Linked DNA regions of Mus musculus: all the other regions are linked to region 7. The links are chromatin contacts, called in public Hi-C, HiChIP or PLAC-seq and promoter capture Hi-C maps. All regions are on one chromosome and are shown on one strand. The core of a region is the stretch at or near the end of the contact, and the rest is flanking DNA. Distances in the headings are between cores, read along the strand shown.

Region 1 (4,292 bases), core at 640-3,139, 1.9 Mb after region 7:
GTCAGCCAGTAATATTACACACAGAAACTCTGTCTCAAAGAAAGAAAAAAAAAAAAACAAAAACAAGAAATAAGAAATAAAGAAAGGGAAGAAAGAAGGAAGGAAGGAGGAAAGAAGGAAGGAAGCAGGCATGAGGGGATCACTTCAGTAAATATCTGGACTTAAGGTCAGTGGCATAGCAGCTGAAAAGATGCTCAACACCGTCTGTAACTGCAGTTCCAGAGACTCTGACGCCTTCGTCAGGCATCTGTGGACATTGCCTGCACATTTACAGACATATGGGCAAAACACCACACACGTTTTTTTAAAAACTGGATGACTGATGGAGAGTGGCCTGCTACCAGGGATGCCTGGCTCGGTGAGCGAGAGCACGCCTTCTGATCTGTCCCTGTGCAGAGCAGTGGGCTGAAGCTCTTATGATTCACAACTCCTCTCTGCAGCTACAGCGTTTCCTAAAATGGAGCTCGCACTGCCTCTGATCTGACGCACCCCACCCTTTTCAGAATGTGTCTCTCTTGTGAAAAGCCTTCTGGAAATTACTACTTCTTCCCTGTGGACTTTGGCAGGGAGCATGTGGCTGACAGCTACTTCTATTTGCTAAGACAGATTCACACCGTAGTCCAGACTGGCCTAGAACTCTGAGGTGGCCCAGAACAGCCTTAAAGTCGCAGCTGTTCTCCTGTCTCAGCACTGTAGATGTGGGGGTGGGAGCATGCCCGGTTCTACATTTGTCTAGAGCCTGTTCATCCTGTCTAGTCATTGTCACCCCCTTTCGCTACTGTCGCCTGCAGATTGCTGATCACTGGTTCCTTAAAGACCATTTAAAATAGAGACAGCATTCTATCTGTTTGCTTGTTTTGATTGCATTTATTTTATCTGGGGAGGGAAGTATGCACACGAGTGGCAGTATGCATGCAGAGGTCAGAAAGACAGCTTGCAGGAGTCCTCTTCTCCCACCGTGTAATTCCAATAACTCCAACAAGTTTTCAGCTTAGCAGCTGACAGCTTCACCCACTGAACCATCTCACTGGTTCAATTTTTTTAAATTTACTTTTTTTTTCCACTTTGAGTTCGGGGCTGGCCCCAAACTTACTTTGTAAGTCAGGCTATCATTAAACTCACTGAGATTAGCCAGCCTCTGCTTTCTGGGAGTGCTGGTATCAAAGGAGAGTGCCACCGTGGTCTGGCTATGGCATGCTTTTTAAATCTCACACCTGGGAGGCAAAAATAGGTGGGTCTTGGTGAGTTTAAGGCCAGCCTGGTCTACAGATCGAATCCCAGGGGAGCTGGGAGGAGCTGCTTAGAAGAGGGGACCCTTATGCTGAAATGAAATGAAGCCTAAGCTAGTTTTGGGTTTTTGTTTTGTTTTCTTATTTGTTTGTTTGGTTTTTTTGGGGTTGTTTGTTTGTTTGTTTGTTTTTGGTTTTGGTTTTGTTTGTTTTTTGGTTTTTTTTTTTTTGTACTCCGTGGCTCCTCTCTGGATATTGGGTCTGAGTTGAGGGAAACTTTAAACTTGGGAAGTCGTGAGGACTCCACTTCATGAGTTCAGAGCACTCGCTTGACACAAAGAGCCAAGTGTGGGGCAGTATCTGGTGCTCTCAGCAGCGCCCGCTAAAATATAACCACGGAGAATTGGAGTGAAGGTGTAGAAAACGTGGGGTTCAGAGCAGGGCAGTTTACTCCTGTTACCCCAGCTGTCACACCGCAGGGGACAGGAAGGAAGACATGCTGACCCTCAGCGGAAGTCCAGCAGCTTTGCTTCATCATGGAAATGTGTTGCCTCGCTGGGTGGGAATTGTTCCATTAGTCTTCAAGGGACAAGAATGCGGTGTGATCCTACGCTGGGCTGCTCAAAGTAGGAACTTCACCTTGTAAAGCAGAAGGGTGGGTTTTTTTTTTTTTTTTTTTTTCTCCTTCTTCTTCTTTTGTGGTTTCACACAGCAAAGGAGTGTCAGCCTCCACTTACCATGAAGTGGGACAGCAGGCATGGAGGCGTGGGTGTGGCCTGAAGCTCTGGCCCCGCCTCCCCCGTTCCTTTCATTTGACTCTCTTTACTTGAAAGAATCATCTCGACTGTTTCCATGTGTTGGCAAACAGTTCCATAGAATCCAGCTCCTGGGAACCAGCCAGCAGCATGCAGTGATATTGCATCATTGGTCCCTGGAACCAGATATATCAGCGGCAGAACTCCGAGGACCCTGCTCACATCACAGCCATGAGAGGCACCAGCATCAGAGAGGGTGCGCCCAAGGTGAGTGACTGATTGGGGCTGAGTGCATGAGAGCAACAGTTGACTCAACTGTTTTTATCTTTGGGTCTCTAATGAACACGAAGGGTAGGTTATTAGTGGCAGGCAGGTTTGGAATGAGAAAGCTTTGCTCTTTACCAGTTGTTGGTTTCAAGATGACTGGAAATGATGGGGTGAAATCGGCAGGAGGCAGACAGCCCAAGCCCCCACTGTGTGTCTCTTCACCACTCAGCAAACTTCTTAAACATTCTCTCTTTCTCTGCATCCTGAAGGTGCTTAGTGTGGCTCTCAAGGATTCTGACTGGCTTGGGGCACTCACTTCTCTTGAATAGAGAGAGCTTAGACCTTGGCTCTACTCTTGCTAACTCCAATAAGGACACCCATGAACTGCCTTCGTGTTCCTTTGGGCGCTGGGGACTGGAACTCTGGTACAAACTGCAAGTCTGGGCCAGGAACCAAGAGACGGTCCTATAGCATATGTATAGCATGGCACACTGCTAACCCAAGAAGGGCACTGGAGCCTGAGATGTGACGATGGTACTTGCAATACAGGCATAAGGACCTGAATTCAGTACCCAGTACCCACATAAAAAAACAAAAAACAAAAAACAAAAACAAACAAAAAAAACAGGCATGAAAGCGTGTACCTGTAACCCCAGAGACGGCAAGGAGGTGACAGCAAGGTCCCTGTAGTTCTCTGGCCAGCATCCCTAAGACAAGCAACTCCAACTCCACACACACACACACACACACACACACACACACACACACACACACACACAAATAAAGTGGGTGGGTGATGGAGAAGGACATTGTGACATCAACTTTTGGGTTTCACACACCCATACTGTATGCGGGGGCTTGGGGAGAAGGAGGAGAGATCACAAGGAAAGTGAAGCTCACAGTCGTTGCTTTTCTGTCCCCTCCTATTCTTTCAAAATGTGATAGAATGGTAGATACAAAAGAGCCATGAAACAGTTGCTAAATGGGAGGCTGCTTGCCGGAATTAAATGTTGCTTGTCATTGTGATAGTAACAAGTGTTGGGCGTGGGATCCAGGGCTGGGGTCTGTGGCGACTCCTTGTTTAGATGACTTGTAAATATCTGAGTTGAGAATCTTGCCCCACAAAGCGCTGGGGAAGTGAGTAGTTGAGCCAGCCCCACTAAATCTTTCATCCAAAGGCATCCCCGCAGTTCCGGGCAGTCTGTCTCTCCGGCAGTCTGTCTCTCCGGCATACGGCCTCTGTCTGTACATCGACTGATGCTACAGCTCTGCTCACTGTTGCTGTTCAGCTTCGTGAAAATAAATAGCCAGCCCTGCACTCCTCCCTCCTGGGCTGGGGATGTTGTTCCGTTGGCAGAGCACTTGTCTCACAGGCACAAAAGCCCGGGTTTTGTCCCCAGCATGGGCTACACAGGCCTGTAACCCAAGATGATGGGGAATTCAAGGCATCCTCAGCCAGGGCCATCAACAACAGCAGGACATGCTTCATTCCTGTGCGTTTGACCTGTATCCTTACCTTCACATAGGTATTATGAGCCCATTTGAACGTCAGAACAGTCTCCAAAAACACCCTTGGGTCTGTTTGTCCAGTTCAAGGCTTCATCTCAAGGTCACACTCTTTGCCAGGTCTTGTCCTTAATCTGGAATAACCCATTTCCTATTTGTCTCTCACAACTTTGTCGGCTCTGTTTGTTTTGTTTCTGCTGAGATGCTTTTAAGATCTGAAACTTGGCACCACTCATTTCTGCACGTTTTATATGTCATAGTATAATCTGTAAGCGCATATGTATTGTCCGGGCAATGATGCACAGCCCGCTTGTCTGTTTGGTGCAAGGCCCAATAACTAACCGTCACTCACTGCGTGTGCACCAGGTGCTCCATGGAGCACCCAACTAGTCCTCACTCCCTTAGTGTGTGGACTCCGTTTGCAGCCTTCCCATGAGACAGGTCTTCTCAGCCTCATCTTGCATATGAAGAAACCCCCCCGACCCCCATGGGCAATCAGCGGCCCTGCCTAAGCAGAGCAAGAAGAAGACATCTG
Region 2 (4,342 bases), core at 1,050-3,549, 1.9 Mb after region 7:
TGACTCAGAGGTTAAGAGCACTGGTTGGTCTCCCAGAGGACCAGGGTTTAATTCCAAGCACCCACATGGTGGCTCACAGCTGTCTGTAACTCCAGTTTAAGGAAATACGAGGTCCTTTCCTGGTTTCCTCAGATACCACGCATATACATGGTGCACAGCTATGCATGCAAGTAAAATAGCCACATATACGAAATAACATAAAAATAAAGATAAGTAAAGAATAAACTAAGGATTATCTAAAACAAAACCCAAAACCCACATAGCTCAACCTACAGGATGGATGGAATGCACAGGACAGCTGTTTAATTTTTTTTTTCATAAAAGCAAGAATGAAGAAGAACCCCCTGGGGCCAGTGGGAAGACTCTGGCTAAAGGGCAGTAAGGAAAAACCTGCTGCATCCTGTTGGCTTGAGTTCTATCTGGAGACCATATTGTAGAAAGAACTGACGCCAGCAAGTTGTCCTCTGACCTCCACATGCATGCTGTGGTTCATATGCAAGCACACACACACACACATACACACACACACACACACACAAGTGCACATACACCTATGCACACAAAACAAAATGTTTCTAAGTTTTAAAATAAGAACACCTCTCCTTTTATGTGTGAACTCTAGCTGCCCGTGTGCCCACCCACAAGAAGCAGAGACAGTCGTGTGTCCTGCATCATCCCTAAAGTATCCATGCCAACGTTTCCAAATTAACACGCTATTAAAAAATAGTTTGCGAGCCATCCTTGACGACCGCTGGACAGCTGTCAGGTTGCATAGCTGCGGCGGTCAACTGCTTCCATGTGTTATTTTCAAAGCCCTGAGCACAGTGGTGCCAGGAGCCTGGGTGCACAGTGATGACTCACTGCCTGCTGTCACCATGGGGGGCTGCTGTGCTGGCTCCCCTCCCTACGTGACACACTGGCTATGACTCGCCTCGCTATGTCCTCCCATAGGGCCTTTATATGGGAGTCCAACTCTGCATAGAGGGAGGTGGCCTTGGAAGAGGTGACCCTTGAACTGGAAGCTAGTCAGGAAGAGATCTGGTGAAAGAATGTTCTGGGTACGTGGAATGGCAAGGGATGAGCCCCGGGCTGGAAGCATTATGGAAATGTCAATCAACAATATGGCTGGAAGACCATTAATGAGGGCAGGATCAGCAGGCCTGAGGGTGGACCGTGGGGCCTCAAAGCCACCGGGGGGCTTAGCTGGTATCCTAATGCAGTTGTGAGCAATTCCAGTTTTTAGACAGACTTAGATGTGTGTGTGACACACACACACACACACACACACACACACACACACACACACACACACACAAGTCTTATATTATTCTTGCTGGAGACCAAGAAGGGATATGTGAGTCAAAGATAGATGGGGAGCAACCCCAAGAGCCCGAGGGACTTTGAACAGGTTATTAGACCTCGCTGATCCTCTATTTTCTTACCTGTAAAATGAAGATAAGACAGCCCACATCTGAAATATTCTGGGAGTTCGTGATGTAAAATGTCTGAGCACTCAACTTAAAAACCAAGTCTCATCCCATATAATTCACTCTGTTCCGAGAATTACCACGTGGGGTTCGCTCCTCTTCTGCTGTTGCTGTTGCTGTTGCAGTGTTTGGTTTGGTTTGACCTTTTGAGACCAGGTTTTCTATAGGCCAGGATGACCTTGAACTCCCAGCTTCCACCTCCTAAAGCTTGAATCCATTACAGGAACCGGGCCACCTTGCCTGATTCCTTCTTCTTGTGTAACAAACCGGAATTGTCTCTCTTATTAAAACTTGGTGACCTACACTAGGGGAATTTTTGTTGCCTACCCAGCAGACGTGAAGCCCTAGGTTCCATCCCCAGTACTTCAATTAATTAATTAATTATCTAATTAATTCATACTTTGATTAATCACTTGGCTATTAATTGGTTAATTATTAATTAGACACTTAATTAGTTGTTTTATTAATTGGGGAATCATAATAATTGCCTGTTTAATGTTCCAAAGGCACTCTGTGCTATTTATAAAGAACTACTATACAGAAGGGACTCGTTCTGTGACACACTTAGAGGTTACTTTTGCTTTTCAAGACGTGGCCAGGCGGCAGGCAGGCAGGCAGTCGGAGGAAACCAACCAACCGTATCTCAGGAATGAGGCAGCTGCTGGTGATCCAGCGCAGCTGTGGGTGCCCTGAGGGGCAGATGTTTCCTGGCTTGGATGATCCTAAAGATCCATTGCTCTCTGGAAATGCCCCTCCTCCCCAGAAGAAGCCACAGCTGCTGGGACAGTGTGACACTCACGGGGAACCAGATAGATGCTGCACGCTTCAGTGGCAAGCCTCCCTTCAAAAGCACTTTGAGTAGATTTCACAAGAGTGGTGAAGGGTGAAAGCCAGCGTTTGCTTTTCATTTTCCCAAAATAAATAGTTAAGTTGCAATTTTCTCTTCCCTCCCCCTCTCCTTCTCCCTCTCCCCCTCCCCCTCTCTGTCTCCCTCCCCCTCCCCTCCCCCTCTCCATCTCCCTCTCTCTCTGTCTCCCTCTCTCTCTCCCTCTCTCTTATTTTTGAGACAGGATTTCTCACCTCAGAGCCCACTTCTAGGACGTACAATGTGTCCCATGGTGGCTTCAAACTAACAGTAATCCTTCTGCCTCAGACCCCTAAGTAATAAATAGAATTACTAATAAGTAGCTTTCAACAAGGTAAAATTGTGACTCTCCTACAGAAATAGAACAAGTTGCCAGGTGTAGTGGCTCACACACTGTCCCTGAACTCTGTGGAGACAGGAGGATCAGAAGTTTAAGGTCAGCCTAGACGGCAGAGAAGCAAAGTTTGAAAGCCAAACAAAACCTCTAGAAAGGATCCCGTTGCTTTACCAAGTCTGAGCCTTTAGTCAACACGCAACAAGAGTCTGTAACCCTGCCCTTTAGCACATCAACCCAGCTGGTTTCTGCAGGCCTCCATGTGAAACAATGACACCACATTCCAGGGCAATTCCAGCATTTATCTGGTTCCAGCTCTGTGAGCATTCCTTCTACATTGTGCTTAAAGGGCCACCACAGTGTCACAGGAAACTGCCTGTCTCCCACTCTAGACAGAACTAGGTGTTCCTGCTCTGACTTTTTATCTCCTAGAGACTCAACAGCCCCAGCAGCGTGTGGCTCTGCCCTGTCCATCATGAAACCAACCAAGGGCTAATGTGGGCCCCGGGGGACACAGCTGAGAGGGAGGAGGGTGTGAACCCTGCTCTCGTGGGAGACAGTCAGAGGGATGGTTGTCCTCTGTGAGTTAGAGACAGACATGGGAAGATCCTAAACAGGCTAGAAGAACCAGTTTGGTTTGCAGGGTGGCATCAAAGAACACTTTTTCTCAGGAAGTGGCATTCATGAAGAGTCTAGAAGCGTGGAATTTCAATGGGTGAAAAGCTGCTGGTGTGTTTGGGGGTGGAGGGGAGAGCGTGGGCAGGACCGAAATCCTCAGCCAGAGAGACCATGGAAGGCTGGTGGGGAAGTATGGGAGATAGAAAACCACAGAGGGCCTGGAAGCTTCTGGACCCCAAGAGTGCCTAGGCACTGAAGGATGGTTGGGGGCGGGGAGGGGGCAGGGTCAGTGCCACGTGACAGCAGCATTAGGTAAATGTTTGCTGACCATCTGGAGGAAGATGTGTTAACATATGGAAAGGGTAGTCGGAGCTGCAGGAGTGCCAGTTCTCAATAGGAAAGTCCCTGTGTTTGTGGTTCACCATGGGGGCCAGGGGAAATCTCTGCAGCCATGCTGTGACTCTGCAGGACTCATCACCTGTCTGGACCAATAAACTCTTCCAGACAGGTAGGGTGGGCAGGGAGGTGACCCACTTCCCAAGATGAATAGAAGCCACCCACCCACTCACAGGGCAGTTTGGACAGTCTAAGTATTTCCAAGAATAGGTTAAGAGGGAACAAAACACCCATAGAAGGAGTTACAGAGACAAAGTTTGGAGCTGAGACGAAAGGATGGACCATCTAGAGACTGCCACACCCCGGGATCCATCCCATAATCAGCTTCCAAACGCTAACACCATTGCATACGCCAGCAAGATTTTGCTGAAAGAACCCTGATATAGCTGTCTCTTGGGAGGCTATGCTGGTGCCTGGCAAACACAGAAGTGGATGCTCACAGTCAGCTATTGGATGGAACACAGGGCCCCCAATGGAGGAGCTAGAGAAAGTATCCAAGGAGCTGAAGGGGTCTGCAACCCTATAGGTGGAACAACAATATGAACTAACCAGTACCTCCAGAGCTCGTATCTCTAGCTGCATATGTAGCAGAAGATGGCCTAGTCGGCCATCATTGGGAGGAGAGGCCCCTTGGTCTTGCAA
Region 3 (3,774 bases), core at 492-2,991, 1.7 Mb after region 7:
CTTAAACATTATGGGCCAACTTGGGTGTGCATAGAGAGATGTGACAAATGGCAGGGGTATGGCTCACTGTGCAAGGTCCTAGGTTCAATCTCCAGGACTTTAGGATAACAAAAACAGGTTAGGCTTGTCTGCAGAGAGAAAGCAGGACTCAGAAGGACTAGGGAAGAGCTGGTCACATTCCGTTTACTGGCATTGGAGTCTGGATCCCAAGCGCCTACATAAACACTAAGCTGCAGAGGCGGCCCAACTGCCATCCAAAACACAAGTAGCAGAGATGGGGACCCCCAGGGCAAGCTGGCTGGATTATCAGAGCTGGGATCAAGGGAAAGACCTGCTTCAGTGAATATGGTGGAGAGTGGCAGAGGAAGACACTTGATGTCAACCTCTGACCTCCACGAGCATTCGAGCATGCACACATACAATCACACACACACACACACACATGCATATACACACATATGCATACACACACATATGCATACATACACACAAGTATACATGTACACATATGCATATACGCATACATACACACATAGGCATACACACATATATACACACATGCATACACACATACCCATATGCATACACATACATACATACATGCATACACACAAGTATACATATATACACGCATATGCATATGCATACACACATGTACATATGCATACACACATACACACACATATACACACACGCATACACACATACACACATATGCATACACACATATGCGTACACATACACACATATACATACACACATATGCATACACATATGCATACACACATGCATACACATACACACATATACATACACATATGCATACACACATACACACACATATACACACACGCATACACACATACACACATATGCATACACACATGCATACACACATATACATACACATGCATACACGCATACATACATGTATGTATACACATACACACATACATACACATGTACATGCATACACACATACATAGAAGACATACGTATACACACATATACATACACACATATACACACACAAACACACACATATATACATACACAAATATGCATATACACACACATATGTGCACACATACACACACATGCTTGCACATATCCACAGGGATCCAGTTAGTAACTTTTGTTTTTTACCAATTACTGTTAAAACACTAAAAGCCACACCCCTGTGAGATGAATAAAAAGAGCAAAACCAGGTACCATGTCACCTACAGTCTTACCAGCAAGCTGTGCGTGTTTGGTGTGGATGGGCTTTGCACTGGGGGAAACAGTTCACTGTCCAAAGGCTAAAGAGCTCTCCTCCATGCACATCAATGCTAAGACCCAAAATTAAAGACAGGAGCTGGAGAAATGGCTCCGTGGGAAAGGGCTTGCCACCAAGTCTGACAACCTGAGTTCAACGCCAGGGACACACATGGGGGGAGGAGAGAACAAACTCTCACAAGTTGTTCTCTGACCTCCCCGTGTACATCGGAGCGTGTTGGCACACACAACACAAAATAAATAAATCTAGGGTTTGTAGGGTTTTATTTTTAAGTAATATTTATGAAAGGCACTTTTCGGGGTCCTTGAAGGAGCCAAAGTGGGGCACACTGACTTAATTTAATTCAAACAAGAAAAATATTTAGGCATAAGAGAGATTGGCACGTTTGCGGGATGACGTCATCCCTTGGTCCTTTTATGCCAGCAACCTGAAAGGAAGGCCAGGTGGCCACTTGAGAAATTAACCAGTTTTTTTCATTAGGCTTGTTCTCGGTCTCTGAGCAGGGCAACAGTGCCACCTAGTGGACATTGTAGAGGATAGCTAGCTGCAAAAAAAAATAGCAAAAAACGTGTGTGTATGTGAATGAGTGTGAGTGTGTGTGTGTGTCTGTGAGTGTGTGTGTGAATGAGTGTGAGTGAGTGTGTGTGTGTGTGTGTGTGTGTGTGTGTGTGTGTGTGTGTGTGTGTGTGTGTGTGTGTGTGTGTGTGTGTGTGTGTGTGAGAGAGAGAGAGAGAGAGAGAGAGAGTGTATGTGTGTGTGCCTGTGTGTTGCATTGGTTGCTATGTTGAGACAGGCTCTCACGATGTATCCAGGCTGGACTACAACTCCCTATATAGTCCAGGGGTGGGTTAAGAAATAAATACTAGGCATTAGGTCACTGCGGCTCCTTCTCCAAAAGTCAAGGGCTTTCTCTACAGGAAGACAGACACCCGGTAGAGACTGTCAAAAGGGCCCAACCAACCGCAGCTGATCTTACCAAGCCTCTCACCCAGACCTTGATGGATCAGAACCTGACCAAGATCGATCGCTGACTGCCGGGGTGTCGCGGAGCTGGCACTGTAAAGGGGACAAGAGCACACATTCTGCTGCCAAAGCCAGGAAGAAGCGGTTGGGCCAGGTGTGAGGGTCATTGAGGAGTCTGTATGAGACTGTCAATCAAGTTTCCCAGCCCTTCTCTCCCGGCAAGAGGCAGGTGAGTGACAGCAAGCACAGCCAATCAGACTTTATCTTTCCTAGCTCAGCCAGACCAAGACAAGAAACAGTCAGAGTCCACGATAGGCTAGGATAGTGTCCGGGTTAGGTTTCTGTAATAAAGTACTAACCAAAACCAACTTGAGGAATAAAGGGTTTACTTCGTTCACATTTCATCGTACGGGGACGCCAAGGCAGGAACCTGAAAACATCAGCTTAAGTAGAGACCATGGAGGGCGCTGCTTACTGGCATTTTCTCATTGGTCCTGGGTCCAAATGACTCCAGATGATGCCAAATTGATGAACAATGCAAAGCCTAACTGGGGCAGCTGTCATACTGACATCGACATCTGGTACCTAGAAGCCCAGAGCTGGCTGAGCCCATCCTGCCCTTCAGTGATTCCGTGTAGCCTGGAAACACTTTGTAACCTGCCCCACCGCCAGCCCCAGCATAATCCTTTCGTGGATAGGATATTCAAGGCTGGATCCTCTGCACTGTGGTCCCACCGCCAATACTCCTTCCTGATTCGGTGTCCTGCTCTCATTTCTGTCAATGTAACAAAAGGTCATTTGGTGGGGGAGGGGGGAGTGACTCACCTCTCAGTTCCAGGCTACGGTCAATTATTATGGAAAAGTGGAAGTGTCGCATGCACAGTCAGGAGCAGGAGATGCACAGAAGCTTGGACGTGTGCAATATCTGCTCGTGTGCTTTCTTTGTTCCCATACCACCAGCCTAAGGAATGGCACTGCCCACAGTGGGCTGGAGCTTCCCGTATCAATTAGCAATCAAGACAGTTCCCCACCAGACATGCCCACAGGCCAGCTTAATCCTTCCTTACTGAGACTCTTCCCAGGTGATATCACGTCAACAGTTAAAACTAACCAATCAGCTGGGTTCCTGAAGAGAGCAGGTAATGGTTTTAAGTGGAAACCCTCTTGGTGCTGGGCCTATCAGGAGCAATAGTGAACATTGCCAATGCCTGTATGTCATCTAGACCAGCAATGGCCTGAATCAACACAGGCTCTGATGTCGGGAGGCCAGTACCTACATACTCAGCCCAGGAGTGGGTCCCCGGGCTTTTCTGGTGGCTGGACTGGCCAGTTAGAACACAGTATGTGGCTTTAAAAGTGCTTTTGATTCTCTCTCTCTCTCTCTCTCTCTCTCTCTCTCTCTCTCTCTCTCCCCTCTCTCTCCCCCTCCCTCCCCCCTCCCTCCCTCCCTCCCTCCCTCCCTCCCTCCCTCCCGTTCACATGTACATTGGTGACCTGTTGCTTTTGCTCATGCATGTCCATTAAAAGCCCTTAAA
Region 4 (4,249 bases), core at 1,544-4,043, 1.5 Mb before region 7:
CGGGGATGGGGCCCGCAGGAGTAATTCCAACCCTGGATGAGTTCAAAGATGCCCTTGACAAAAGCGTTGGGACAGAATCCAGCAAGCACAAGGGCATTTGGCTCTCCTGGATCTGGAGTTTGGGAATTCCACTAACCACACGACAGTCCATTTGGTTCCTCGAGAAAGCCAATGTCCTGCTTCTTCCTGTGTGTGTGTAGTCCCATCTATCCTTTGTCCCAAAATAGTGAGTGTTTTGGAACATTCTGGCAAAACCCCAATGATCGTGAATTTTCAGCAGAGGGGTTCTGCTAATGGAATCGTCAACTAGCCCCTGATATGTGCAATTACTATCCCTCTTCCCTTGGATTTGATGAAGCCATTTAGATCCCCCGCAAAGTGGACGCTTCCTGCTGTGTTTATGAAACAATCACAAAAACTAGTGGTTATCCTTTTGGAAGTTGCTTACAGATCCCATCCTCCACTCACCTTATTGACACGTACGCATCAAAGCATGGCTGAGCAACGATGATAATTTTATAACAGCGAAGATGCATCAAATTAATTATGTCAAAACAGCAATCTGCCTACTTCCTCTCTAAAATGTGTAATTATTAATTTGGGGGAGGATATGGAAAGCGCCAGCCACACCGTTAGAGCCAAGGCTCACCCTCGGGAGCAAGGCTTCCGTTTCCTTTTGAGATGCATTATTTGAGAGTTTATGTTTGGCAGGATCCGTTACGTGATTGGCACCCCCAAAATATTTTAAAGATTCTCAAGAAAGTTCTAGAACATTGTCTTGGAATAAAAGTCGGTGGCTAAGACTGTGGGTGGGTGTGTCCTCAGAACATTCTTTTTTGCCTATAATGAGGACCAAGCTGTCCTTGTTTGTTGGAGTCTCTGTCCAGCTAAGTAGAGAGAGTATGTAAGAGGCTCCCCGCCCCTATTTCTTAAGTGCCATGTTAAATATATACACTTAGCCTTCCTCAGTCAGGGCTGAACCTTTATTATTTATTTCCACATAGGTGTATGTGTGTCTCTGCGTGTGTGTGTGTGTGTGTTTGCGTGTGTGTGTGTGTGTGTGTGTGTGCGTGTGTGTGTGTTTGCATGTGTGTGTGTGTGTGTTTGCATGTGTGTGTGTGTGTGTGTGTGTGTGTGTACTGGCCAGAGGTCAACCTCAGGGGTTCTTTTGATAGTGTCCCATCTTGGTTTTTGAGACAGAGTTTCTTCCTAGACAGCGTTCACTGATCCATTAAGCTGGTCAGCCAGCAAGCCTTGGAGATCCTCCTGTCCCCACCTCCCCAGTGATGACATTATTAGCCCTGGTCACTGCACTTTGTTCTTTACATACATAGGTCTTGAGGCTCAGGCTCAGACCTTGTCCTTCCGTGGCGAGCATTTACCAAGTGATCTCTGCAGCTCCAAGGCTATTTATTTAGTTTTAGATTTATTTATGTGTATGATTTGCTTATGTGCATGCATGTGCATACCATGTGCACGCAGTACTCTGGGAGACCAGAAGAGAACATCCATCCCTTAGAACTGGAGTTACAGGAAGTTCTGAACTCCCCGTGGATGCTGGGAACTGAACCTGGGTCCTCTGAAAGAGTGACAAGTGCTCTTAACTGCTGAGCCACTTCTAAAGCCCCAAGGCTGAACATAAAAAAACCCATCTTTATTCATTTTTTGAACTTTTCATATATGTATATAGTATATTTTAATCATATTCATCCCACCCCCTCTAACTTCCTTCCCTCCCTCCTTCCCTCCCTCCCTCCCTCCCTCCCTCCCTCCCTCCCTCCCTCCCTCCCTTTCTTGCCCTCCTCCTTTGTGACTCAGTGTGGGGAATTGCAGGCTGGTCTCCAGTCGAGCTGAGGTTTGAACCCGATGGTCATAATTTACCTACATGACACGGTAGGCGTTCCCTCATGTTCTTGGAACTCCAGGCACTGCCTAAGGTACCACCTCCCACAGCCCCCACAAGAGAAGCATGGTCAGTAGTCATGTAAGCAATGTCCCAAGCTTCTGACCTTCAGGCTAAACTCCTCCCCAGTTACCTAGCAACAGTGAAGACCATAAAAAGGGGTGCTCAGCCCCCACCTCGCTCTCTTACTCCTTTGTCCTCTACCTCTCACTTCTCTCTCCTCTTCCCTTCTCTTTGTCCTCTCTTCTCTCCTTTCTCTTTCTCTCTGAGCCTCTCTCTCTCTCTGTCTCTGTCTCTCCCCTTCTCTCTTTCCCCTGCATTTCTATAATTAAGCTCTTAAACCATGGAGTGTCTCTGCCCTTCAAGTTCCTCTGCGCCCTCTGGTCAGTGTTGGGAACTTCTTCCCCCATTCCCTCTCTTCCACAACCCTGGTGGCTTTAGCAAATTAGCTGGGGGGGGGGGTGTCCCCAGGCAGGGCTGCCCCTTGGCCACCCCTTCAAGAGTGAGATAGAGGAATGCCCACCCAGGGATGAGTGGATAGGGTAGGTAGCAGCCCTCTCACACCTGACTGACCAGAGAATAGGGAAACTCTGCCGGGGCATTGGGCATATTTTTCCTTCCCTTCTTCCCCAGGGCCCCATTCTTTATTTTGTTCCCAACAACTGAGTCTAGTCAGTGCTGGCTGTAAGCGCATGATTGGGTATGGGGCCATTCACTAGGCATGCTCACCCTGGCACTGGCCACACCCTGAAGAAATCCATCTCAAGCTTTCTTAGCGCCCACCAACGCCAACCCCTCAGCGGGAGGCGGAGCCCCGTGAGCCCCTTCCTTCCGGTTCTGGAATGCTATTTAGGTCTTGTGACAGAAACCATGGTAACTGAGTTCCCTAGGGCACATGCAGTCCTGAGGCAGCATTTAGCAGTCTTACTCTACCTCCGGCTCCAAGGACGTTCTTTCCATTGCTTTGCTGCTGTGCTGTCTAAACCTTGGAGAGGGAAGCCTGGTGGAGCTGAGGTCACATTCAGGGCTGAACACTCAGGCACTGTCAGCAGTTTGGTAGCCGGCCTGTGAGTGACTTCTAAAAGCCACGCATTCACTACAAGTTCTGATTTCAACCCCATGGTACAGTTAGCCATAGACCTCACGTCCTCGGGAGACCTCACACCTCAGTAAGCAATTCAGGTTCGTAGGTTCTGGGGGCTGCAACTGTGGCTAAGTTATCTGCTGCTTTTCCTTATCTATTTTCTAAGTTTTAAATATACATGTATGATGTATGCACATGGTGTGTGTTGTACATTCCACGAATTTACCATGCTACTCAGCAAACAATGCTCAAATTCATCTACAGATGCTTTAGTTACCATGAGATCCTACTGCCCTCGTCGGATGCTCGATGCGCTTCCAGTTCAGAGCCAAGGATATAAAGGTCTGTGTCAGAATAATGGTGAATCTGCCAGAATGAGTGCAAGCCAAACACCCCATTTCTTGGTGCTACAACCCGAATAAAACATATTAGCCGTTCCCTCCAGATGGTTCTCTATAGCTTGTTACTATTATAATTTGATATGCTCATATCTATGTGTAAGAAATCTTGGTTACTTATAAAGTCAGTGTCTCACTATAGAACGGGGGTAATTTTATTATTGTTAACTACTACTGTTATGTGTGCATGCAATCCCATGTGTGTGAAAACAGGGATGTGGAAGGCAGGTGGTGACAAGTTTCGGGAATCAGTTCTTTTCGTCCACTGTGGAATCCGGGATTTGAACCAGGTCACCAGGTTTGAGCAGCAGGCATGTTTACCAGCTGAGCCATTTCTTTGGTTCGGGTGAGTAGTTTAAAAATACTGATGCACACCATAAACAAAGTAGGAAAAGTGCAGGTTCGAAGCAAGAGTTGCAGATGTAGCTCAGTTAGTAGAGTCCCTGAGTTCAGTTTTCCAGTATCACATAAGCCTGGTGTGATGTCACAGGCCTCTAATCCAAGTACCTGAGGTGTAGAGATAGGGGGATCAGGAGTTCAAAGTCATCTCCAGCTACACAGAGAGCTAGAGGGTAGCCTGGGCTACATGAGTCTCAAAAGGAAAAAAGGTTTGAGAGGTTTCCTAAAGCATCCCGGCACAAACATTTAAATGAATTTACTTCTTTTTATGTGTATGGGAATTTTGCCTGCAAGGGGCTGTCCACTACACTAATGCCTTCAGAGGCCAGAAGAGGGCTTCAAGTTCCCTGGAACTGAAGTTATGGATGGCTGTGAGCTGCCGCGTGGGTTCTGGGAATTGAATCTGGGTCTTCTGCAGGGACAACCAGTGCTCTTAACTGCGGAACCATTTCTCCAGCCCCAACA
Region 5 (3,978 bases), core at 1,306-3,805, 1.8 Mb after region 7:
CTAGAGGCTGCTGGGGCTGAGAAAAGAGAAAAACAAACCTGGGTATGCCTCATAGTTAAAACATTCCTGGGAACATCTTGGCCATTAGATAAAGGGGACTGTGAAGACTATACAGGGCTATATTATCTGAGTCAACATCACCTGGCCGGAACCTCCCCTCTGTCTACTGCCCCTTGACACCGGCTAAAGTCATACATCAACTGGTTGCTATGTGAACAAAGATAAGCCCCCAGCCCACAGGAACAAAGTCTTGATGCCCTGTAATCTTTCTGTTAATGTTTGAATAAGCCAATAGTGTGTCGCTGTACTGAATTCCACACCCCTAAGCCCCTTACCCCATAAAAACCCCTAGCTTTCGAGCCTCGGGGCCGGCATCCGTTATCTCCTGTGTGGGATACATGTCGGTCCGGAGCTCCGTAATTAAACGTCCTCATGTAATTACAGCAAGTTGGATCCTCGTGTTTCTTTGGGTGCTCTCACACTCCTGAGACTAGAGTGGGGGTCCCCGAAAGGGGGTCTTACAGTTCAAGGCTAGCCTGGGCTACAGAGTAAAACCTAGTTTCTAAACAAACAAAAGTAAGAGCTTCTTCAAAAGGTCCAGAGGCCAAATATCCACGCACTTCTCCATATTTCCTAATCTCCTGACAGTGAATTAAAGCCATGTGACTAGCCCCAGCCAATCAGCTACAAGCAGAAGAGCCGCTTCTTACAGCAAAGGCCTGATAGCTGCTTTATGTCCTTCCAGACAACACAGGCACTAGACATCAGGGCCACCCCCAGCTCTAACTGTTAAAGACTACACACCGCCAAGGCCCCTGCCAGCCCATGCTGGATACGGAGCTGTGGGCAGCAGTGTGGGCAGCATTCTTCTGCCAACAGTCTTGAGTTTTAGGAATGGCTTCACAGGTATCATTTTGTAGCCATGAAATATATTTTGCCTTCAGGAAAAAAATAGTCGATATTAATGTACTGTGCTGGTTAATTTTATGCCAACTCGACATAAATTATGGTCATTGGAGAGGAGGAAACCTCAGTTGAGAAAATGCTTCCAGAAAGTCAGGCTGCAGGCAAGCCTATAGGGCATTTTCTTAACTAGTAAATGATGGGAGAGGGCCTGGCCCACTATGGGTGGGGACATCTCTGGGTTGATGGTTCTGGGTTCTATAATAAAACAGACTGAGCAAGCCATGAGGAGCAAGCCAGTCAGCAGCACCCCTCCATGGTCTCTGCATCAGCTCCTGCCTCTAGGTTTCTTCCCTGTTGGAATTCTTGCCTTGGTTCCCCTCAATGACCTGTGACACTTGTATAAGCCAAATAAACCCTTCCCTCTGCAAGTCGCTTTGGTTACTTACGATGTTTCAGCACAACAGTAGTAGCCCTAAGACGTGGGCCAACCACACAAATAGAATGAATTGAACATTTTGAAATGTTTTATTTTTTTATTTTGTATTATTATTATTATTATTATTATTATTATTTTGGTTTTTTCGAGACAGGGTTTCTCTGTGTAGCCCTGGCTGTCCTGGAACTCACTCTGTAGACCAGGCTGGCCTCGAACTCAGAAATCTGCCTGCCTCTGCCTCTCGAGTGCTGGGATTAAAGGCGTGCACCACCACTGCCCAGCCCTTGAAATTTTTTATTAACAAAAAAATTTGTGTGTACCACAAACTATATTGTGTATATCTATGTATTTATGTATGTTTGTTTGTATGTGTATGTATGTATGTATGTTTGTATGTGTATGTATGTATTTATGTATTGTGTATGTGTGTATGTATGTGTGTGTATGTATGTATGTGTGTGTGTATGTATGTGTGTATATGTATGTGTGTGTATGTGTGTGTATGTATGTGTGTATACATTCACAAACACATATGCATCTACTCCTCAGAATAGCTGAATGGCAAAAGCTTTGTTTTAGCTTTGTTTTCAATTGTGACACCCTGGAGGGTTAGTCCCAGGACCCCTGTAGATACCAAAATCCAAAGTGAGCTAGGCACAGTGGCACATGTCTGCCATCCTGTCACTTTGAAAGCACAGGCTGGTGGGTCAGGAGTTCACGACATCTTCACACACACAGTAGGCTCAAAGATTGCCTGAACTCTGTCTCGCAAGACACACAGGGGCAGGGAGATGGCTCTGTGGGCACAGACACTTCCTCATGATCTGGTTTTCTCCCCAGAACCTACACAGTAGGAAAGATCCGACTCCCACAAGTTGTCCTCTGACCTACACATACGCAGACAGGGAGAGAAAAAAAAAAATCTGCTTTAAAAGTCATGTGTTCAAAAAAAAAAAAAAACCACTGGATGAATAAGATTTTTATACAAAATGGTTCATGGCAAAATATTTGCATATAACCTATGCATACCCTCCTACAAGCTTCAAGCTATCTCTGGGCTAAGAACAATGCCTAATATGTAAATGCTATGTAAATAGTTGTCACCCTGCAGTGTTTGGGAACCAAGAAAAGAAAATACTTTGTACCTATTCAATACACATGCAAATTCGTCTCCAATTATGTTCAAACTGTGGTGGCTGAGCTTGAGCTGGAACCCACAGAAAGGGGGCTAACCCTGCATGATCAGTTGTATGCCACGCCCCCTCAAGCATGGGACTGGTGACGTTACCCTATCCTCCTCTTTCTTGTGGTTTGTACAATTATTCTAAGACAAGGATGGAGCAAGGGGGTGATTCGTGGGTAAAGTGCTGGCACACAAGCTCGAGCACGTAAGCTGGGATATCCATCTTTCACATAAAAAGCTGCATGTGACCCTAACCCCAGAGCTCTGAGGCAGAGACAGCTAGCGCTCCGGGCTCCTTGGCAGACAGTCTAGCCAACTGATGAGTTCAGATTCAGTGAAAAACCCAAGCTCAAAACAAGGTAGAGAGTGGTAGGGGAAGACACTTGCTATCAATCTCCAGCCTTCCCCCCACACCGCCACACAGACAAAGGTACACACACATGCACACATATGCAACTATGTACACATGTGCATATGCCTATACATACAGGTGCACACACATGCATGCAGGTGCACACACATTCAAAAGAAGAAATAAAGAATCTAAATGTTAGCCTCCTTATTAAAGAGTATTTTATTAAGTTAATTTCAAAAATCTCCCAGGAGAACACAACCATTTTCTGGTTCTAGTTTAAGTTTAGATTGTTGAGCCTCTGCTCTCCCTGATCAGAATTTTCTGAACCCTGGTGATTTTGGCCCCAGTGCTTCACTGAGAATGCAGCTGCGAGACATGCAAACACTCAAGAGAGCTGACTGGCGAGGGCTGAAGAAGGATCAGCTGCAGAGTGTGGGCTTGGCTAAGGAGAGCGGCGAGGAACCGGCAAGTGGCTCAGGCCAGCAAGGACCTGCGGGGAAATGGAAACTGGGGGAGAGGACAGTTGACAGAAGCTGTCTCCTGGGACAAGGAGCTATCGCTGTCATCCTCTGACAGAGCCCAAGTACAATCCCCCATGGCTCCAACTGGACAAGCAGAAAAACCACAGAACGACAGACAGATGGACACAGGCCACACAGAAGACAACAGGCACCCAGAGAGAGCCAGGGTGTCACAACGGCAGACCTGGGCTAAAATTGAGGCTTTTGTCACTCAGCTGCTCTAAGGATAGATGCATATATGTTTGTGAATACACACACACACACACACACACACACACACACGCACGCACACGCACACGCACACACAACAGTCTGTGGTGCACATGAATGCTAAAGAATGACTAGTGTTATTCTGTGGGTTGCCCTGGTGCTATTGCTATACTGATGTTAATTCTGCTTCCTCAAGAGGGGCTGCCCCACCCCGACGCATACTCAGGCGATTTCCTGTGAACCTTCTCCCCATTCTAACTGGTCAGATAAAGGCTAGAGCCTGTGATTGGGCAGTGGAAGGGAAAGGTGGGGCTGGAGGTTTTAGAGAGTGGAGGAAGGGTAGGGAATGACAGAGGAAGAAGAGGAG
Region 6 (4,095 bases), core at 185-2,684, 2.0 Mb after region 7:
CTGTCTTGAGACACACCAGAAGAGGGCATCGGGTCCCATTTCAGATGGTTGTAAGCCACCATGTGCTTGCTGGGAATCGAACTCAGGACCTCTGGAAGAACATTCAGTGCTCTTAACCTCTGAGCCATCTCCAGCCCCTTGATGATTTAAAAAAAAAAAAAAAAAAAAAGAATACTTTCACATTTCTCAACCTTAAAACTTCGATATCAGGCTGGCGAGATGGCTCAGCGGATGGCTACCGAATGCCAGATCTGACTTCAAAAGCAGTACCTACAGACATGGATACCTAGCCCAGCAATACCTTCACCATGGGAATTTTCACGATCTTGCTCAGGGCCTGCCAAGGATGACCCTCCAAACAGACTGCACTGCACCCCTGGCCACAGCCAGAAGCACCAGGGCCGCCTGCTTCTCTAGTGAGCGTCTGTAGCTGTCTAGATGTCAGGGCTCGTTTCTGATCCAGCAGGAGGCCTGTGCCAGCATCTGGTAGGAGGCCCACAGAAACCGATGCTCTGCCCTAGGGGAACGCCCTGCTGCCCACTGGCCCCTGGACACAGGAGTCTGTAGAAGCCACGCTAAGCTCAGAGTGTAACACATTTGGAGGCAGTGTGAGTGTTAGCAGAAAGTCATTTCTCAGGTCATTTCTCAAGATCCCTGCAGTGAGCTACGAGGGACAAGCGTGGGCCTTAATGCTGCATGAGTAGTGCGTGTGTGTGTGTGTTGTGTGGTAGGTGTGTATGTTGTGTGTGCACAGGTGCATATGTGAGCATGTGGAGACCAGAAGTCAACCTTCAGTATTATTCCTGAGACACTGTGCATCTTGTGTTTTGAGATGGTCTCACTGGCCCAGAACCCAACAAGTACTTGGGCTGGGTAGCCAGCAAGTGCACGTTCAGGCTGTCCCGGCCTCCCCAGCTCTGTGACTACAAGTGCCCACCACAACTAGCTTTTTAATGCATGTGCTGGGGACTAAATTCAGGCCCCTATGCTTGCATTCAGACACTATCTACTGAGCCATCTTCCCGGCTCCTTGGGTGACAGTCCCCACAACCCTTAGATGGTAGTGTAGGCCAAAGGAAAGAAATCCATGAGCCCCAGTGAGTGGCCTGTGGCTGGTAACCTTGTTTCTCGATCTACCCCTGTTGGGACACCTTGTACCTGTATCTTACCACTGTCTGGATCAAATAAGTGAAACCAGAAACAGACGATGGCCTCTCCTTAGAGGGTGCCAAGCTCAGAGCATTCCAGCAAGGAAACAGCATCCTCTCTTCTCGTCCCTGGAAGTCCTACCAGGCAGGCTACTCACGGTGAGTGAGCCTCAGGCTTCTTAAGCTAAAGGCATCACAATGACTGGAGCTGTTGGCTCAGGGCCCTCTGTGACATCACGAGCCCCCAACACTAGCCCATCAGTGTCTCTGGCACCACGGCAGGCAGCCCCACCATGTGTAGCTCCCTGGGCCAGCTCTGCTCACCATGCGGACGCTGCTGAGATGGTGCCTGTTCTTGTCTCTGTGCGTCTCTTGTGCCTGTGCCTTCATGTTTTCTTCGATGAGGGAGAAAACCAAGGAAAGCCCAGGGAAGGTGCCTTGCGGCGGACACTTCCGGATTAGACAGAATCTTCCAGAGAATGCCCAAGGCTGGCTTGGGAACAAATGGCTCTGGCTTTTTGTTGCCATTATGATATATGTGATGCTGAAGTTTCGAGGAGATGGCGAGAATAAGGTAAGGATGTCCTTGGTCACACCACAACCATTCATTCGCTCTCAGAAACCCAGGTTAGGTTCCTACAAGTAGGACCACTAGTGTCTGACCTTGAACTTTGGCCAGAAAGCCCTATGATGATAGCTAGGTGAAGTTGCTTCCTCTGAGGATGAGATGGTTTGAGATGGGTTCCTAAACAGCTCATGGTTTTCCTGTGAAGTAAGCTTTGATTATTTTCCCCGACTTGAGAGTAGACTCTGGAGCTCACGGTGTGTTCTGTGGTGTCAGACCTGCTCACAGGGCCAGGCTCACACACTCCAGGCGAGGTGAGCTCTTATTTCCCTTGCTTTTGACTCACTGAAAATGTCTGAGCCAAAGGAAGTTTCATCTCGAGTAAAGTTTGAGGCCTCTACTCAAGAGTCACTACGGGTGTCCCCCACAGTGGCTTGGAGCTCTTCGGGGATTGGAGGGACAGAGGTTCAGTCTAAGATAAACCCAGCATTTCAAGACACTGTGGCCAGGGTCTGGGAGATGCCTCAGTTAGAAAAATGCAGCCTTGGGGACTTAAGTTCTATCCATAGCACCCAGATCAAAGTCAGGCCTGGTGGCGCCCCTGTCCCTGGAGAGCTGGCATACCCCTGTCCCTGGAGAGCTGGGGAGGGAGGCTTAGGAGGACCTTGTTAGACAGCCAGTCTAGCAGAATTCTGGAGTCCCAGCTTCAGTGAGAGACCTTGCTTGCCTCGGGAAATATGGTGAAGTGGTGAGGAAGACAACCACTATCTATCAACCTCCACACACATATTCTGGCTAGAGCAAAGGCGGCCAAGCTGCCTGTAAAGGCTCAAGTGGGAGTCATTTTCAGCTCTACAGGCCATAGAGTCTCTGTGGCAGCTCCTTCCTCCCTTTCTGTCATTTGAGCCTGAGAACAGGCCCAGCTAGTAACAGAGCTTGGCTGTGTGCCAATAAAACTTTATTTACGAAATCAAGTCGCGGGCCAATTTGGTCACAGTTAAAACCAACAACATCCAGACTAGGTTTGTTATTGTGTCCCCTCTTGGCTGAGTCTAACTTTTGGAACTGCGTAGGAACTAGTGAGGCCACTGGAATACTTCACCCGGAATCTCTCTCTCGACAGGAGCAGCATCCTCCTGGCCTCCGAGGCTGCCAGCTCCGCTCTCCACCAAAGAAAGCTCAAAATATTTCCCCCAGCAAAGACTTCACTTTCAATACTTTAACCCAGCTCGAGATGGAATTGGTGAAATTTGTGTCCAAGGTGCGGAACCTTAAGGTCTCCATGGCAACTAACAGTAACTCCAGGCAGCAGGTTCCAGAGAGCCCCACGAACCTGTACAATAATGTCACAATATATGAGATATGGGGGGAGGAGGACTCTGAGTGAAGAGGTTTATAGTAAAGTATAAGAAAAGACAAGTATTGACAGACAGTATCCGAACTAATAAAGACTATTCTGAAGAAGAAAGAGTCCCCCACGTGAGCTCTTTCTCCCCTCCACAACCCCTCTTGTTTGTTTGTTTGTTTGTTTGTTTGTTTGTTTTTAACTGGAGTTTAAAATGCCAAGTCCCAGTAGACTTGGAAGTACAGGCACGCACAGATCACTGATCTGAGCACAGGTCGCTGGTCCTGGGAATCTGCCAGGCTCCAGAATGTGGAGGCAGGCGCTGACATTTTCCTGGACACTCTTGGTTTCTATATACTATCTATATACTATCATATCAGATTCGAATGACTAATTTCATCCCAAAGTCAAACTTCATGGGTTTAAAATGACAGTGACTCCGTCAAGAGAGGTAGTTCTGGAACCTTCTGCTTCCCCTGCAACCAGGAGAATCTTTATTCATTCCATCCTACAGGCCTTCTGCAGCATTACAAACTTTTTTTTTCTAGTAAACTGGCAATTACATGTGGACTTTTAGAGTACAGAAACAGCGGGTTTTATCTGTTCCAGTCTGTGGTTCCAGAATTGGAGACAGTTAGTGCACAGGGACTCAATAGGGAGGAGGGGAGGAGATAACTTCTATGGCTTTGGGTTTAAGATACTGATGAACTAAACAAGGACTCTCGAGTTAGTCTTTTTAAAATGTATTTTTAAAATATTTATTTATTATATGTAAGTACCCTGTAAGCTGTCTTCAGACACTCCAGAAGAGAGCATCAGATTTCGTTATGGATGGTTGTGAGCCACCATGTTGTTGCTGGGATTTGAACTCAGGACCTTTGGAAGAGCAATTGGAGATCTTAACCGCTGAGCCATCTCACCACCCCCCTTAAATGTATTTTTATGTATGTGCACATGCCTGCCGTTTGAATGCACACCACAGGCATATCAGTGTCCTCCGAGGGCAGAAGAGGGCCCTAGAGGGCGCTGCAGTTACA
Region 7 (4,325 bases), core at 538-3,037:
TACAGATTCTCCATGACCACTGCAGCCAGACACTAGCTCTCCCTTCTGAGTCTGGTCTAAGGGTTACAGAGTTCAGGACTGGGGTTTGCGGTATATACAAATGAGTTCCTCAAAAGTGGTGCCACCGTAGTAATTCCAGGTCCAGAGATTTGACTCTGTATGTGCAACTGCTAAGTAGCAGAGTGCAAACGGCAAACCTTCCTCAGGAGGGTGTTAGGACTTCACTCTGTGGAGTCCAAGTTCATTATATCCAGAGGGCTTGATGGTATGCAAGCAATGAGCAGGATTGCATTGTAACGATAGGAGATAGATTGTAACCAAATGGGCACATGCATTATACATTAGAACAGCGGTTCTCAACCTGTGGGCCGTGATCCTTTTGGAAAGTCGAATGGCCCTCCCACCCAGGTCAAGTATCAGACATCCTGCATGTCTGGCATTTACGTTACAATGTATAACAATAGCAAAATTACTGTTGTAAAGTAGCAATGAAATAATTTAATGGTTGGGAGTCACCACAACGTGAGGAACTGTATTAAAGGGTCACATTAGGAAGGTTGAGACCCACTGCGTCATAAGCAGACAGGCGAGATCTGCCCCTCTTCCCCTCCTTGGCATGCCCTTGTGCTTGAAGCCATAGGAGGGACTGGCAGAGATGCAAGAGCGCCCAGCCGTGCTTTTACTGTCCTGCGGCTCACACCTGGTCCTCCCTGTCCCTTGGTAAATGAGACAATGGCCCATACCCCAATACTCTAAGCTCTTCTGCCCTCAGACCTCCGACTTTCTGAGAGCAAAGTCTTGGCTACCGAAGTTAACAATGGCCCTGGTTACTAAGGAAGCTCGGTGCCCACTGGGCCCTGTGTGGGCAGTCTTCCCAGGCTAACATATTTGAGCGAGTGGAAGACATATTTCTGAACCAATTTAATTTTAAACACATAAAAGAATTCATTTCAGTTGCACATGATGGAGCACGCCTCTGATCCTAGCGCTTGGAGAGCAGAGGCAGGAAGATCTCTGTGAGTTTCAGGCCAGCTTGGTCTACACAGCTAGTTCCAGGACAGCTAGGATTACATTGCAAGACCCTGTCTCTAAATATAAATAGCCAAGCAACCGTCCAGTAAGCTATTATCTAAGCATTTAAGTTTGTTATAGCGCTCTAGGTCAGTGGTTCTCAACCTATAGATCGGGAGCCCTTTACAGAAGCCGCCTAATACTATCAGAAAATAGATATTTATTGACATTATGACCCAGCACCGTAGCAAATTTACATAATGAAGTAGCAACAAAACTACTTTTTATGGTTGGGGGGGGCACTACAACATTTAACTGTATTAAAGGGTCTCAGCACTAGGAAGATTGAGAACCACTGCTCTGGATCTTTTTGGGTGTCACCTACCTTTGGCTTCATCTATTCCTGGCTGATCCCCTAGTGTCCCCTGCAGTGATCAGTGGCATACAAGCTAAGATCAACTTCAAGAGTGGCCTTCAGCTTGTAGCTTCGCCAGCACTGGGTTTTTATGTGGTAGGGGCTGTAGATCGAACTCAGGTCCCCATGCTTGAGTGCAAATACTTGACCAAATGATTTACCAAATACTTTGCCGAAGCCACGCCCTTACCCTCCTTAGCTTCTCTCTAGGTTGTTGAATAAATGGAAAAAGAATTTCTTAAGCTTCCCATTCCACACAGCTGGGTGGTACCCAGCGCTCCCCCTGCTGGCCGTGGCTGGGATCTCGGGCCCGACTATTGGCCGCTTTTGGTATTTATGCCGGCCGAGAGGGAAGCTGCCTGTCCCTTTAATTGGAAGATACCAAGTGTTTCCAGGGCATAGTTTTTTTTCCTGAGTCCTTGCCCTGGGAATTTATAGTTCAGAGACACAGATAGCAGCAGTGTTGAGATAGTGCTGTGCGTTAGGGGGGAGTCTGGCTCAGCAGGGCTCGAGAGGGACCTCGGGGGGTGACGCACGCCCGAGTGGTTTTCCCCCGCGCCCCGTGGTTCAGTCCAAGATGGCGGCCACCATGAAGAAGGCGGTGAGTGCGGCGGGGCCGGGGTCCGAGGAGCCGTGGGCCGGGGCGTGTGAGGAGACGCGGGGCGCTGGGGGCCGGGGTCTGAGGAGGTGAGGGATGCGCGGGGCCGGGGCCCGCGCTGGGTACAGGGGTGCTTCTGTCCGCTCCGCTCGCCGTCAGGGCAACCGCCTCACCTGCTCAGGGTCGTGCATCTCCTCGGGCACCGGGTCGGGCTCCGCATCCCGGGCCGTCTGCTACCGCATCCCGGGGCGTCGTCTGCTACCGCACCTCTGTGCTCCGCCCCGGACCGCTCCGGTCGGTCCACGCTCCGTGCACCGAGTGTCTAATTGACGTTGAGAGCAGTCGGCCCGAGCGAGCGCGGTGGCTCTCCGGGCTTTTCCCAGCCATTAGGAAGGACACGGGTCCCCACGCTCTGCCCCGCACACTTCACAGCCAGCCAGCCAGCCAGCCATTCCTTTGGTGACTCATCTGGTGAGATGCTGGGTCTGGTGATTTTTGTTTGGTCAAATTAGAGCTCTTTATCATTTTTAAAACGACGTCCGATCCTTGTTCATGGGGCTCGGTGTGATGTCTTATCACACTTTTGAAAGACACGGACTTGTGTGTGTGTGTGTGTGTGTGTACACACCAGACTGGTCCACGGCTTCCTATGCAGTCAGAGATGATTTTGAATTTCTGACTCTCCTGCCTCCACTTTCCAGGTGCTGGAATCACCGGTGTGTGCCACTACCCCTGGCTTTTGGTGTGCTGGTGTGGTGGACCCAGGGCTTCATGCATGACAGGCAGTAGACATGGCTATGCAACCCTTTCAACCAATATTTTGAAACTTGAGCTAAATTTGAGCCACCAACTTAAGTTAAACTTCCATGTGGGTTTTTATAACCTAAACGTGTTTCCAGGAGTGCAGGTGTATCTAATACAGGGAAAGAATTGCAGAGGAGGGGAAAAAAAAAAAAGAACAAACAAGCAAACAGCTGATAGCTATTGGGGCTTCACAGTGTGTTCGGACAGTTCTTAGCATTTGCTAATTATTTTGATCTGCTGTGTCAACCTTTTGGGAGATTCTGTATTTATTCACTTTTAGCTGAAGAGGAAACTGAAGCGCAGAAGAAAAGCTGTGATTTAAAGAGCATTTGCACTCCAGGCTCCTGTCTGTCTGTCTCTCTGCCTCTGCCTCTCTCAGGCTCCTTGTCTGTCTGTCTCTCTGTTTCTCTGTGTGTGTGTTAGTGTGTGTGTCTCCCCCCCACCCCACCCCGGGCTCCTTGTCTGTCTGTCCGTTTGCCTGTCTGTCTCTGATGAGAGGCGCTTGGCTGAAGACAGTTGCTTTCACTCTACTTTGTAAGGCCCCTGTAGAATGCCTTTGTGTTCTCGCTGTTGGCACCGTGTAGTCAGTGCTTCTGACCACTGAAGGTTGATGCTCAGCATCCCAGTTCATTAAGAGGGAATGGCTGCTGAGCCTGGGGAGGCTTCAGAGTTCGAAAGAGCCCCTCGCCCTGGTCTGTCACCCACAAATTATTACACGGTAGCAGAGTACAGTCCGGGGCCACGGTGATTTGGCCAGGTAGGAACAGGTTCATTTTGCCTCTCTTGTTAGACTGTGCTCTCAGCTGTGGGTTACACTGGTCAGTTCCACGATAAACATTGTCCTTGCTTTTGCTTTTCTGAGACAAGGTCTCACTGTGTAGCATTTGCTGGTCTGGAACTCTTAAGAGATCTGACTGTCAGCTGAAATTGTGGAGAGCTTTTTGGCTGGGGACCCAGATCTCAGTACCTGAACTTGGAATAGAGTATGGTTTATTTCCTCTTAACAATCCCATAAGGTGTTACTGAGGCCAGGGTGTAGTCAGGGTCCAGGGCAGCTTACTTTCTTCTTGAATTTGGAGCAAGTCATGTCTTGTATAACTAGCAGAATTCCCTTAACTCTACAGTGATCCTTTTTGCCATTCTGCCTTCATTTCTCACATAGCCCAGGCTGGCCTCAAACTCACTATGCAGCTGAGGATGACCTTGAATTGTTAATCCTCCTGCCTCCGCCTCCCAGGGGCCAAGTGGCTTCTGGTGGCTGCTGTTTGTCAGGGCTATGTCGGGAAATGCCTGCTTTGGAAAAAGCAAAAACAGCCAACTTCCAGCACTCTTTGATGTCAAAATATCTGAGTCTGATCTATCGTAATTTAGATTCTAATTCAGAAATCTTTCACCAGTGTTGCTTGTCAGGCAGGCCCTACTAGGGCCTCTCACCTGAGTTGCTTTTAAAGTCCTCGTGGTGACAGACACACCTGAAAATGCATCCTAGGGCTTGGG

The links. Promoter capture Hi-C pulls out the DNA fragments that hold promoters and counts their contacts. Hi-C and Micro-C count contacts between places; a contact is called where the count stands out from the background. HiChIP or PLAC-seq counts read pairs in DNA pulled down with a chosen protein or histone mark.
Region 1: a contact with region 7 is called in a promoter capture Hi-C map of pre-B cells. The contact joins the promoter of Cass4 here to the promoter of Pfdn4 in region 7. A contact is called at or near these places in 7 of 39 promoter capture datasets (the 3T3-L1 cell line, the C10 cell line, cranial neural crest and 3 more) and 4 of 115 datasets of contacts at active chromatin or transcription factors (embryonic forebrain, embryonic stem cells and forebrain).
Region 2: an H3K27ac HiChIP or PLAC-seq map of large pre-B cells shows a contact between it and region 7, with 8 times the contacts expected there. The contact joins the enhancer-like site here to the promoter of Pfdn4 in region 7. A contact is called at or near these places in 7 of 39 promoter capture datasets (the 3T3-L1 cell line, the HPC-7 cell line, HPC-7-derived erythroid cells and 4 more) and 4 of 115 datasets of contacts at active chromatin or transcription factors (astrocytes, embryonic stem cells and large pre-B cells).
Region 3: a promoter capture Hi-C map of second pharyngeal arch cranial neural crest shows a contact between it and region 7. The contact joins the enhancer-like site here to the promoter of Pfdn4 in region 7. A contact is called at or near these places in 10 of 39 promoter capture datasets (the 3T3-L1 cell line, 3T3-L1-derived adipocytes, the HPC-7 cell line and 6 more), 2 of 15 datasets of contacts at CTCF or cohesin (large pre-B cells and pro-B cells), 80 of 484 Hi-C or Micro-C datasets (the 3T3-L1 cell line, the AML12 cell line, B cells and 50 more), 16 of 115 datasets of contacts at active chromatin or transcription factors (the NIH/3T3 cell line, VIP interneurons, astrocytes and 13 more) and 1 of 9 other capture datasets (embryonic stem cells).
Region 4: a Hi-C map of the G1E-ER4 cell line shows a contact between it and region 7, with 3 times the contacts expected there. The contact joins the promoter of 1700017J07Rik here to the promoter of Pfdn4 in region 7. A contact is called at or near these places in 6 of 39 promoter capture datasets (the 3T3-L1 cell line, 3T3-L1-derived adipocytes, the C10 cell line and 2 more), 4 of 484 Hi-C or Micro-C datasets (the G1E-ER4 cell line, cortical neurons and macrophages) and 4 of 115 datasets of contacts at active chromatin or transcription factors (astrocytes, embryonic forebrain, large pre-B cells and 1 more).
Region 5: an H3K27ac HiChIP or PLAC-seq map of embryonic stem cells shows a contact between it and region 7, with 8 times the contacts expected there. The contact joins the enhancer-like site here to the promoter of Pfdn4 in region 7. A contact is called at or near these places in 7 of 39 promoter capture datasets (the 3T3-L1 cell line, cranial neural crest, embryonic stem cells and 4 more) and 4 of 115 datasets of contacts at active chromatin or transcription factors (astrocytes, embryonic forebrain, embryonic stem cells and 1 more).
Region 6: a contact with region 7 is called in a promoter capture Hi-C map of pre-B cells. The contact joins the promoter of Fam209 here to the promoter of Pfdn4 in region 7. A contact is called at or near these places in 9 of 39 promoter capture datasets (the 3T3-L1 cell line, 3T3-L1-derived adipocytes, the C10 cell line and 5 more) and 1 of 115 datasets of contacts at active chromatin or transcription factors (embryonic forebrain).

Annotation. Positions count from the first base shown.
Region 1 is chr2:172,391,755-172,396,046 of GRCm38.p6, forward strand. It overlaps Cass4 (Cas scaffolding protein family member 4), which reads left to right and starts at 1,890. Exons shown (of 7, transcript NM_001080820.3): 1 at 1,890-2,251. The coding sequence starts at 2,216.
Region 2 is chr2:172,410,457-172,414,798 of GRCm38.p6, forward strand. All of the region lies in intron 1 of Cass4 (Cas scaffolding protein family member 4), which reads left to right. Among named protein-coding and RNA genes, the nearest start is that of Cass4, 19 kb to the left of the region's middle. Within about 2 kb of position 2,300, at least 79 of the 459 cell types and tissues checked have an H3K27ac peak or open chromatin away from gene starts, as enhancers often do. A contact at or near this core is called in pre-B cells, where this site is marked.
Region 3 is chr2:172,214,245-172,218,018 of GRCm38.p6, forward strand. No RefSeq gene overlaps it. Among named protein-coding and RNA genes, the nearest start is that of Mc3r, 32 kb to the right of the region's middle. Within about 2 kb of position 1,742, at least 25 of the 459 cell types and tissues checked have an H3K27ac peak or open chromatin away from gene starts, as enhancers often do. A contact at or near this core is called in embryonic basal ganglia, second pharyngeal arch cranial neural crest, stem cell-derived motor neurons and 1 more, where this site is marked.
Region 4 is chr2:168,975,476-168,979,724 of GRCm38.p6, forward strand. It overlaps 1700017J07Rik (RIKEN cDNA 1700017J07 gene), which reads left to right and starts at 2,794. Exons shown (of 2, transcript NR_040326.1): 1 at 2,794-3,085; 2 at 3,252-3,431.
Region 5 is chr2:172,301,931-172,305,908 of GRCm38.p6, forward strand. No RefSeq gene overlaps it. Among named protein-coding and RNA genes, the nearest start is that of Gm40008, 9.3 kb to the left of the region's middle. Within about 2 kb of position 2,556, at least 9 of the 459 cell types and tissues checked have an H3K27ac peak or open chromatin away from gene starts, as enhancers often do. A contact at or near this core is called in embryonic stem cells, where this site is marked.
Region 6 is chr2:172,471,120-172,475,214 of GRCm38.p6, forward strand. Fam209 (family with sequence similarity 209) reads left to right here and starts at 1,435. Exons shown (of 2, transcript NM_029608.1): 1 at 1,435-1,722; 2 at 2,837-3,197. The coding sequence starts at 1,474. The coding sequence ends at 3,100.
Region 7 is chr2:170,509,443-170,513,767 of GRCm38.p6, forward strand. Pfdn4 (prefoldin 4) reads left to right here and starts at 1,788. Exons shown (of 4, transcript NM_001110152.2): 1 at 1,788-2,027. The coding sequence starts at 2,004. It overlaps Gm16796 (predicted gene, 16796), which reads right to left and starts at 2,485. Exons shown (of 3, transcript NR_040367.1): 1 at 1,397-2,485.